Regions from separate parts of the Arachis hypogaea genome. Here region 1 is linked to region 2. Evidence: chromatin contacts called from public Hi-C data. All regions are on one chromosome and are shown on one strand. The core of a region is the stretch at or near the end of the contact, and the rest is flanking DNA. Distances in the headings are between cores, read along the strand shown.

Evidence for each region. Hi-C and Micro-C count contacts between places; a contact is called where the count stands out from the background.
Region 1: a contact with region 2 is called in a Hi-C map of leaf, with 3 times the contacts expected there. The contact joins two enhancer-like sites. A contact is called at or near these places in 3 of 8 Hi-C or Micro-C datasets (all in leaf).

What each region holds. Positions count from the first base shown.
Region 1 is chr9:118,394,873-118,400,789 of arahy.Tifrunner.gnm2.J5K5, forward strand. No RefSeq gene overlaps it. Among protein-coding and RNA genes, the nearest start is that of LOC112712568, 6.1 kb to the right of the region's middle. Within about 2 kb of position 4,634, at least 1 of the 3 cell types and tissues checked has open chromatin away from gene starts, as enhancers often do.
Region 2 is chr9:118,328,121-118,334,156 of arahy.Tifrunner.gnm2.J5K5, forward strand. No RefSeq gene overlaps it. Among protein-coding and RNA genes, the nearest start is that of LOC114923983, 6.3 kb to the left of the region's middle. Within about 2 kb of position 1,746, at least 1 of the 3 cell types and tissues checked has open chromatin away from gene starts, as enhancers often do.

The DNA.
Region 1 (5,917 bases), core at 3,384-5,883, 70 kb after region 2:
TAGCTCCTGGGCCATAGACACAGAAGCTACTGACCATGTATGCACCTCTCTATCTTTATTTCAAACTTATCATTACATAAATTCAATTTTTGTCAAATTACCAGATGGATCTGTAGTAGAAATCACAATAATAGGTACAGTTAATTTCACTGACTCACTTTATCTCAATAATGTCCTGTATATACCTTTATTTTCTTTTAACTTGCTTTCAGTATCAACACTAACAGCTTCATTTGATTACATTTTTTTATTTTCTCAAACAATATGCCAAATTCATAGTCAACCTACATCAGAGATGATTGGTAGCTAATGCTTGTGGAGGCCTTAACATACTAGATTAGCCCACTAGTCATATTGCATCACATGTCTCAACACTACACAAATGCAATGATTTTACACAAAACAGTCTATGGCACATTCGATTAGGTCACTTAAGACATAGCAAGCTTTCTCTTATGCAAAAATAATTTTCTTATGTGTACTGTAATAATGAATTTGATTCTTGTGAATCTTGTCATTTGGCAAAACAAAAGAAACTTTTTACAAACAATAGAGTATTTTGCACCAAACCTCATGTGTGAAAACTCCTAAGTAAAATGGTATTGCTGAAAGGAAGTACCAACACATTTTGGCCATGACAAGAGCACAATTTTTTCAAGCAAACATACCTAAGTGCTTCTGGAATTTAGTTGTGGCTCACTTAGTTCACATCATCAACAGAGTTTCCAGCTCAGTCCTATTCAATGCCACACCTTATGAGATCATTTTTAACACAAAATCTAATTTGCAGCACCTTAAGGTATTTGGGTGTTTTTCCTTCGCTGTCACACTCACTGCAAATAGAAAAAAGCTAGATCCTAGATCAAGGAAGTGTGCATTCTTAGGATATAAAGAAGGAGTCAAGGGACATTTTGTTTGATTTACACACTAAAAAAAATTTTATTTTAAGAAATATCATTTTCTATGAAAATTATTTTCCATTCAAAAAGGAGAAAATGCCATAAGTGAATCTAAACATGCAAATTCACAAACTTTGCATAATCAAATAATTGAACCATTTTTAGACACATTTACTTATAATGCATCATATCAATACCATCCATACACCTCACACAATCAACTCAATACACCACATACACAACCTACTGAGTCCACCACTCATACATCTCCAACTATATCAGAAAATCTTGACACACTCTCCGAACTAGTTGCTTCACTACTGCAAGCACAAGAATCGCAACCAGCAATTAGAAATCCCTTAGAATTTGAAAAACACTTGTATACCTATCAGATTACCAATGCATGCATGCCTCAAAAGCATCATCCACATGTTCTCATATATCTAGATATCTCATATAAAATTATATATTTTTTTCTGAATCCTCATACTTACAAAAATATTTCTCTCTTGGTGTCTCTTTTATATTCGAGCCAAAATCATATGAAAAAGCTGTCAAAGATGAATGTTGGAGAAATGTCATTAAAGAGGAACTCAAAGCACTTTATCAAAACAAAACATGGAGCATTACTATCTTACCTGTTAGGAAAAGAGCAATTGGCTGTAAATGGGTGTTTAAAGTGAAGTTCAACCTTGATGGAGTAGAGAGACACAAAGCGCGTTTGGTAATGAAGGGGTTCACTCAAACACATGGCCTTGATTACCTTGACAGATTCTGTCCAGTGGTGAAAATGACCATATTGAGATTACTTCTCACCATAGCAACCAGTAAAGATTGGCATTGCAAACAACTCAATGTCAACACAACTTTGTTGCACAGAGACTTCAATGAAGAAGTTTATATGAAATTGTCACCAGGGTTTGAAGACTTTCATGGAAAATTAGTGTGCTTGCTCAGGAAACCATTGTTCGGTCTAGATAAGTTGAGTCAATTTCTTGAACAACCAACCAATTTGCATCTCAAGACAGCTTATCGAATCCTAAAATATCTAAAGATGGCACCAGACAATGGCCTTTTCTTCCCAGCTGCAAATCCAGATCTTACCCTAGTTGGCTACTCAGATGCTGATTGGGCATAGTGTTCAGACTCAAGCAGATCAATCACAGGTTTCTACTTCTTCGTTGGAACCGCTTTGATCAGTTGGAAAAGCAAGAAGCAACAAACAGTCTTCAACTCCTCCTCAGAAGCAGAATATAGAGCCTTGGCCAAAGTCACAAGAGAAGTTCAATGGCTAAGAAATTTACTCACCGATTTGAAGATCCCTCCCCACAAATAGTCCTAATCTATTGTGATAGCCAATCTTCCAGACACATTGCAGCTAACTCAATCTTTCATGAGCGGAGAAAAATATTGAAATCAATTACCACATCATCAGTGACAAGCTTCTTGAAGGTGTAATCCATTTGCTACCTGTCTCGTCAGCTGAACAAGTCGCTAACTTCCTCACCAAGCCCTTAGCTCCAGCTCCCTTTTGCTCGTGCACTTCCAAGCTTCGAATGCTTGACTTTCACATGCCAAGACATTCTAGCTTGAGGGGGTATGTTACCGATCAGACAAGTTGCCAAACTTAGCAAGCTAATTACTGAGTTAATTACGACTTCACTTCTTTGTATATAGATATTGGAGCAACTAGACCTAGTTAGTTGAGTGAGTAGAAATTATGCAGCAAGTTAGTTTTTTTGGAGTCAGAGAGTTCTGTTACACTTTCCCTCCAAGTTGCTCCCTCATTCAATGATCTTTGTGTATCTTTGCTTCTTTCTCATCTCATCTTTAACCCCTTTCTCTTCTACTATACCAAATTCTCTTGCTATCTAGACAAATTAACTCATCTCAAATTCTTTTGCAAAAATTATGAATTGACTCAAATGGTTATTACTAATCCAAAATACAGTGTGGATGAAAGATGCACTTCTGTTTATATGTAATTTGATTTATTTATATATCATAGGTCTTATTCATAAATGAATGCTACCTCTTTACATTGTCAAAAAAAAAAAATTATTGAAACGTATGCTATCCTCTGCTAACTTTTCAATGTGCAAATTAAAGTAATCTCAAAGATTCTTCAAGCTTATGATTTCCAAGCAAATAGTAAAGCACTTAAAAACAAATACATACATTCACCACATACAATAAAAAAAATGGTGAATACTATAGTGCCTTTAAAATTATGTCTAACTTACTAAAAAAGGTAAATAAATAATATTTAATAAATTTTAAATATTTTATTTTTTGTTTTAAAAATTTTATTTTTCATTTTTAAAAGTAAAATTAGACAATTTAGGCATTATAGTAAAAAATACCATAGAACTCACCTAAAAAAATAATGCATCGATAAGGAGCTGATAGCACTATTTACATCAGTAGATATCCAACTCACTCTATTTCAGTTGCTATAGATTAGCAACTCAACCCACAGAATAACATCAAATTTGATGGTAGGATAATTTTATCCGTCTGACTAACACTCTTAATTTTTAATATGCATATTCGTAAAATATATATACATCTGTACAAATATTTAGTATCATTGAAATATAAATTCAATTTGTTAATAATATATAAATAATATTTGATATTATAAAATATAAAAAAAAATAAATATTATATTTAAATAAAATAAATAAATTTTTAAGTTAATTTACACCCTTCAATTTTACACTATGTTATGTGCTCTTTTGTCTAGAAACTTTTAAAACGTTCGAATAATAGTTCTCTTAACTTTTTTCGTTCAAAATGAACAAATTAACTCATTAATAATAAATTTTAAAATCTACATGGATTGAAATGTTTGTATTTCAGTTCGCATCAGTATACAAAAACAAAACATTTCTCACATTGGTATATTTCTTGTAGATATTCAGATAGACTCGACAAATTAAAGTGTTCCTTAACTTTTAGCTAATTTCGTGACACAATCCATTTACGCAATCTATGTACTCTTGTTAAATATTTCTTAAAATACTTTGTCATGTTTTGATCATTTCAATTCTCATACTACCAGATTTTATTTTATTTTATTTTTTCCAAGTTCGTCCACTAAGCTATGTATAGTCAAGTGATGCTTCCCCCTTAGTACGGCAGCTTAGTTGAAATCCTAACGTCACTCGAAATTAATTAGTTGATTATTATTTCTAAGTCTTGATGGAATCATCATAATACTCTTGAAACTGAAAATGAACTTCTACATTGACTGCAACAAGAAGTAATGCCTTGTTAGCTTCTTTCCTATAATTTTCTATGTTATTAGCAGCCCCACATACATGACCTACTTTTTACTCTCAGAAAAAGTATACCCGAACAATAAAAATATTAAACAATATGAATAATAAAATAGAAAAAAAATTAAAATTAAAATTATAAATCAGATTATTAATTAATTATTTTTAATTTTAAAATTTAAAATTTTAAAAATAAGAATTTATAATTAAACTAAATTACAATTGACACACTTACTCCCAATATCATGCTAACCTTTCATTCTTCATTTGTGATCTTCAATTCGTAGAGTCACCTCGGCGTCGCTACACTTTTCCGTTGTCTGGTACGACACTGCCGAGCCGATGCCGCCCATCGTCCCGCTGACGCCGCCCATCCTCTCCGCATTCTGCTTGCGCGCCGTAGCAACGGGAAATTGCGCTGCAGCAGGCCCGTGCGTCCTTGTTACCGCTGCGCACCCACCGTTGGCCGTGAAGGCCCCACCGCAGGCTGTCGCTTCCTATTGTGCTGTTCGAGATGCACGTTATTCTCGTCGTCTGTCCTCCCCGTTGACCCATTGTAGGTGTTGTGCTGCACCTCATTGACGCCACCCTTCCTTCCACCGATTTGACTCCTCCTCCTCTTCCATCTCTGACCGCTGCGTGTTCGGCTTCGAAGCCCACAGAACAGATTCGCAACTTCGCCTAGCCGAAGTTGTCGTTGCGTGGCTATTCCGTCGCCGGATCTCCTCCCTTACCTCCATGCGTCGCCATGCATCAACTCTTTCCACTCCGCAAATGTGTTGGATGTTTAATTCATTAGGTATGTAGATGGTTATTTTAATTCTTAATTGAATGGTTATTTTGTTCGATTTAGTTTAAGTATATACAATTAACAAATGTTGGATAATCATTTCACTAGGTAGTCGGATGATTATTTTAATAATTACGTGCACATGGATAGTTGTTTAATGACGATTTCGCGATGGTGATGAGGGTGGGGGCTACAGGGGTAGACGATGATAACCGATAAGAAAGTTTTTAACCGAAGAGATAAAATGATTGATAAGAATGGAGATGACAACCAGTTTGGAGAGAAAGAGAGTGTTTAGATAAATTTTTTTAAAGATTTTTTTTGTATTGACGGCCCATAATTATATTGTTTAGATTTTTTATTGTCTTCGTAATGGAGCCGTTAATCTTAATCTTCATAGATCTATCCATATGTATAATGGGATCTTTGTGTGAATTCCTTGAATTTGGGAGAAGGGGTTATGTGTTATAGTTTTCAGAATGGCAATGATTCTATATGCTGAAGAATGTGACTCCCCCTATACCCTATAGTTGGTATGTATTAGTGGCATGTTATCAATGGCCACCAAAACATTCAGATTTATTATGTATATATAGTTAGTTACATCTCCACTATATGTCTATATATACTTGCTTGGGGTATATATATTACCCGGCCCATTAAAGTATGCATGACACGTGAATTATATTTAGGTTTGTAATTAACAATCAATAGCATACTAAATTATACAATCAACATGTCATCAACTATATATCTATTATTACAAATATATGCTGGGTATACACTAAAAATAAAAATACATATTTAAATATAAAATATATATTAAAAATAAATTAAATAATATATATGATAACTGATTTAATTATTAATTTTTTATATATACATATTACTATTATTATTATTATATGTAAATGAATTAATAATTAATATCTAGAGATATTCTAGAA
Region 2 (6,036 bases), core at 496-2,995:
AATCTATGCATCATGATCTGTACTTCATTCTTGTTACATATGCTCAATTAAGAGCATTAAGTTTTGGTTGAGCAATGAAAACCAATGCTGGCAGGAAGAAGCAGAAACCATTGATAACTGAGGATCTACTAAGACAGATAAAAACTATAATTGTAACTGAAAGTGTTTACCATAGTAATTGATTTACTGCAGAGCATAAACTAAAACTAACCCGAAAATTAAGCTAATGCTAAATCAGATCCTAATTAATTTTGTTCTCTAACAACATGTACTAATACCAATCTACTATATATATAAGTTGTACACATTATTCCAATAGCAGAAATGTTTAACTATTTTAAAAGTTCAACAAATTTAAGTATCTGAATGCAAGTTATTTGTTATACCCAATAATGATAGAACTATTAATCATTGTTTCTGACCTCAGTTAATGATAAAAACTGGTTTGATTGGGTTTGGTTCCTAAGACATTGATGAGGAGACTATAGAAGACACCAGAATGTTTGTGATGAGAGAAAGCAAGAAAGAAAGAAAGATAATCCAAGAACTATTGGCAATCAATAATTATCATTCCCTTTTAACAAAAGTTGCTTGTTTTTAAAAAACAGTGAAAATGGTAAAAAATAATTAAGGCATCTGTGTCTATCATATGATCAACCATAAAGTGCTTATTCTGTATAGCAGTTACCTTTACTTCTATGCAAAATTCTACAACATTCCATGATTCATGCATATGATCTGAAAATTTGTTCTTATCTCAATGCACAGCTTGGAATAAGAGAACAGTGGTTAATCAGCAAAATGCTTTATATTTAAAAAAAAAAAGAGAGAAAAGGATAGACCATTAATTAACCATTTGTTGCTAGAGCTCTAATTATATTGATCATGATTTGATTTACGTACCCTACCAAATTATGCCATATTTGTCACACAACCATATAAATTGTTACGGTCTCATAATTCTTATATGAATATGACTTCTCACAATATTTTTAACTCGACAGGTCAATGATTAATCTGTTATGAATTTAAATTTGATTAAGGATTTGTTCTTAATCAATGAGTTGTTACATATGCAAGGCTAACATCAAACTCCTGACACTAATTTAAGTAGACAAATGTGTTAACCACTCAACTAATTCAAACGGGTTTAATTATAGTACACATTGCAAACAAATTTTTACTCTATGAAAAAGTTTTACATTGTCATTCTGTTAAGAATTTTTCACGCGAAAAAATCTAATGAGATGATTGTATAAAATTTTTTACACTATTACTACATCGCGAATAAACCCATATGAATATAAAATTTTGATTATTTTTAGCAAGAACATTGCATTTGGAATCTCAACTATCTTGGCCTTTACGTAGAAAAAGTGTTTCAATTTGATGTGACAATATTAGTTATGGGAGCATCAACCATGTCCCATAAAGGGTACTTTTTTTGGTCTTCCTTCATAATAGAGAAGTAGTTCAAGTTCATTGCTATCCAAAAGCTAGACTTTGGTTGATTATTTTCCAAATTCTTAATTGTTCATGTCAAAATGATTCTCATTTACACAAGAAAGGAAAGTGTTTGGATTCGTTTTTGGGCCATCAATTAATTTGATATAAGGTATGGTAACCTTTATTAACATGATTAGAGAAAAAAAATGGTCCTAATTAATCTCATTGTGTACTACCCCATCTTTTGGGGGGTCTCATTACTGTTATAAGATTCCAAATATGTATAATTTTTGGACCCAGTAATCTTATAGAGATCTTGCATCAATCTATTGATTCATTTCATGTTTCAATTTTCAAGCAACCACAAACCCAGAATATTGGGCTTTCTGGCTTGCAAATTTCTATAAAAACCCTTTAGCATCTTTTTTTATAATATTCAATGATTTAGGTTCATATCACTTCCTTTCTAAGAAAGAGGGGAAAAAAGGGTACTTAATGCAATGTCGGTATCTAATCATTTTTGTAAAATTATGGTTGAAATGATTAATCTCTCTCTTTTCCTGCCCCTCCCTGATTTTTATGATCAGAAACTGAAATATACACTTTGTTTTGTTGCACCTTATTCTCTTTTTTTATCTGGATTTGTACTATATATGTCTATATATATTGTAGTACATTTGAAGGAATTTCTTGTTTCATATTATTTAAATATATTTAAGGTATTATATATTAATATAGTATCTAAGTATATTTCTGATTAATTTTATGTTTATTTAATTTGATATTAGATTGATTTTGTTGTTATGATTAAATTGTATCAAAACACTCTTTACATAGATACAACACAATGATATTTAATATTTATTCTTGAGTTATCATCATAAATTCTAACACATATAATGAACAATAATATTTTAGATGATCAAATTAATAACATGAAAAATAAATAAATAGTGACATGAATAAAGAAAATATATGAACCACTGATGACTAAATGATCATCATTAGGGTTGTTAAACGGGCTAGTACGGCCCATTTAGGTTCGACCTATTAAATCTGTGGGTTAAATGGGTTGGACCGTTTAAACTCACTTTATTTGCGGGCCATAATTTTTTAATCCGGACTGTTTATGGTTAGCCCGTAGGTTAAATGGATCAATCTGTTTATCTTTTTATTTTATTTTTTAAAAAATATTTTGACAAAAAATATTACTTTTAGGTAAAAAACTTTTAAAAATAATATTTTTTTAGTTGATAGATCAAATTTTCGGGTCGAATCGAAGAAAATATCGACAAAAAGTGCTACTTTTTCTTAAAAAATATTTAAAAAAATTAAACAAACAACCCGTTTAACCTGTGGACTAGCCCGTTTAACCCGTCATTTTTTTCGGGTTAATCGAACTCAACCTGTTTAAGCTGAAATTTAAACAGACTTAATTTTGGAGACAAAATCCGCTCATTTTAAAAGATAAACAGACTGACCCGATAAATTTAGCCTATTTTGACGGCCCTAATCATCATGTTCAATAGTACATGTCAAATTTTTTTTTTTTTTGCTTAATCGAAGAAGTTGATGTAAAAAAGATAAATAAAATGGATAAGACTGGAAAATCACCAAGACATAAAATTGTCTTCAAATATATGTGAATAAGAACAACTCATAGGCTTTTAAGTTAATTATTGACATGATGCCAATGTTTGTTGTTTTAACTTTTAACTTTTAACCTAATAGCTACAATAAAGGAATCTTGCTCAAAATCAAAATAACTAATATAACTTGATTACCATGTTTGTTGAGCCTAACAACAAAAAATGATAAATTTGTGAATGATTAACACAACTTTCCTGTTTGTTTCTTCTTTAGAATTGTTTAATTAATTACCAGCACAATATGACATTATGTTTTAGATTCTGCCTAATGTCCCACCAAAGGCTTTAAAGCTAAGATATTTTAAACTTTTATATATTTATATGATTTTTTCATGTGGACAGGGTGAGATTGTCAATCAGAACAATATGCACTGTCTCAACCTAGAGAATCTATGAGTTTGTCAAACTGGGCACACTTAATTTGCTTTGCCTACATCAGTTTTAGTTGCCAAACCTTACTCCACTACTACTACTACTAACCCCTTTCTAATAATAATAATAATAATAATAATAATAATAAAGTATGTTTTTGTATCTTTAATGTTTGTGATTTTCTTAAAAAATATTTCTAACATCTAATTTTATTCAATTTTTTTTAGATTTTTTATTCATTCAATTTTATTCCTAACAATTTTAATTTGTATCAAAACTATTTTTAGATATTTTTTTATTTTATTCTTAATGTTTTTTATGAAATTAATATCTAAGAATAATTTTGACATAAATCAAAATATTAAGAATAAAATTAAATATTATGAGAATTTAAAAAAATTATTATAAATATTTACAAAAAAATATACTTTATCTTAATAATAATAATAATAATAATAATAATAATAATAATAATAATAATAATAATAATAATAATAATAATAATAGTAAAGGCCCTTTTATAAAATTAGTTTTAAATTGTGCATTAATGTCTCCAATATGCTCTAACACTGTGGCCTATCTTTCGTCACAATCAACACAACTTCTATTTTATTTATTGATTTACTTTGCTTGGAACTAAATAATGCAAATTCTAATTTCAATTATCTTTTTTTTTTTTTTTGAGGTACAATGTCTTTTATGTTTGACCTGACATTAACACCATGAAATTAAATACCAATCATTTTTCTGCTCTGAATTTAGGATAGATATAGATGGAGGACCCTAGATAGATAATCTTTATCACAAGATAGAGCTCTCTCATTAATAATTGCCTCGACCACAAAAGTCGTTTCCTTGGCTTCACTATTATTATTATTATTATTATTATTATTATTATTATTATTATTATTATTATTATTATTATTGAGAGGAAAATAAAGGGGATTGCAAAAATGATAATCATAATTCATGTGAGTACAAATGATAAGAAAATGTGATTTTAATTGATAGTTATTTTTCAAAGTTTTTAATACATGAATATAATCTGGTGTTTTATTATTAAGTCTCTTAATTAAGAGATTTAGAGTTTGAATTTCATTCCATCATGTGCAATGGGACTAAGTTGGAGGGGTTTCAGCTTTAGAAGAGGTGAGAGGTGAGATAGGAGATTATATCTCACCTTATTTTTTTGTTCTTTGTATGAAGTGATTAGCCACTTTTATTGAAATTCAAATTGGCTATGATAGATGGAGGGTGTGGCGGTTTTTCGAAAAAATTTGCGTGTGTCTCATCTTATGTTTGTGGATGATCTTTTCTTGTTCTTGTTCTGTAATATTAGCAAAACTTAAATTCAGAATGTCATGAAAACTATGTAACTTTTTTACAAGACATTCGATATGAAAGTTAACCTTGAAAAATCTAAAGCAGTTTGTTTCAAGAATATTTCTAATAGTAGAAGATGGGTTCTAACGAGAATTTCTCATATTAGGTTGACTAATGATTTGAAAAAATAATTAGATGTCAACATTGGACATCTAGAACTTCAAAAACATTTTTTTTGGATATTTTGAATCGAATCAAGTCTAGATTGACAAATTGAAAGGAAATACTCCTCAACAAAGTAGGTAGACTTTGTTTAATTAAATCATTTGCTTCTGCTTTACCTATTTATCATATGCAAGTTTCTCTCTTTTTTACTTCTCTCTGCAATAAAATTGATGTTATGAAAAAAAATTTTTGAAAAGGAAAAATTAATGAGTGGTGTCTTCACTTAGTTAAATGGGAGAAAGTTATTAATTAATCCCCACAAATTTAGTGGCTTGGGTGTTAAAGACACGAAGTGTGTGAACTTGACTTTGATGGGCAAATTTTTGTTGCAGTTCCTGCATAATCTCCATAAACTCTGGGTGAGTAAGCTAAATATACTCCCGATGCTTTGATGGTGGATCCCGTAGCCACTAGTAATGCTTCGCGTATTTGGCGCAACATTGTAAAGAAAGGATGTAGAAGGGATTATCTTAGAGCACCGGGTCTCTTTCTCAATCTTTGTGGTCAGTTTATGGCACTTGGATGAGTGTCTAATTGAGCTTATTCTTTTGTTCACATCTCTGATACAAACCTGAAGATGGAGGATGTATAGTCTCGAGACCATTAGGATTGGAATATTTTATGCACTCCTATCGACAATGAATTTAAAGCCAAGTTGTCTTTCATCCAACCAGCCTTGCATGGTGATTTCGGTCCTAGATGGGTGGGGAGAAATTCAAGCACAAAGGTTTACTCAGCTAAAAGTGGTTATGATTAGCTTTTGCAAAATCTTACTCACTAAAATCCTAATGACAATTACCTCTGGCTTTGGCGTCTGTGAGTTCTAGAAAAGATTAAGCTTTTTATGTGTCTTGGGATTCAGAATGTGTTGCCGACTGATAGGGTAACACCGTTCACTACAAGAAAACGTTGAATACCATCGGAATTAGCATCAGACATTAGTGGCAGATTTAACGGAGGATTTACCGGAGGATATAGCAATAAATTCGAAGGATAAAAAAGTTACCGCCATATTAGATTT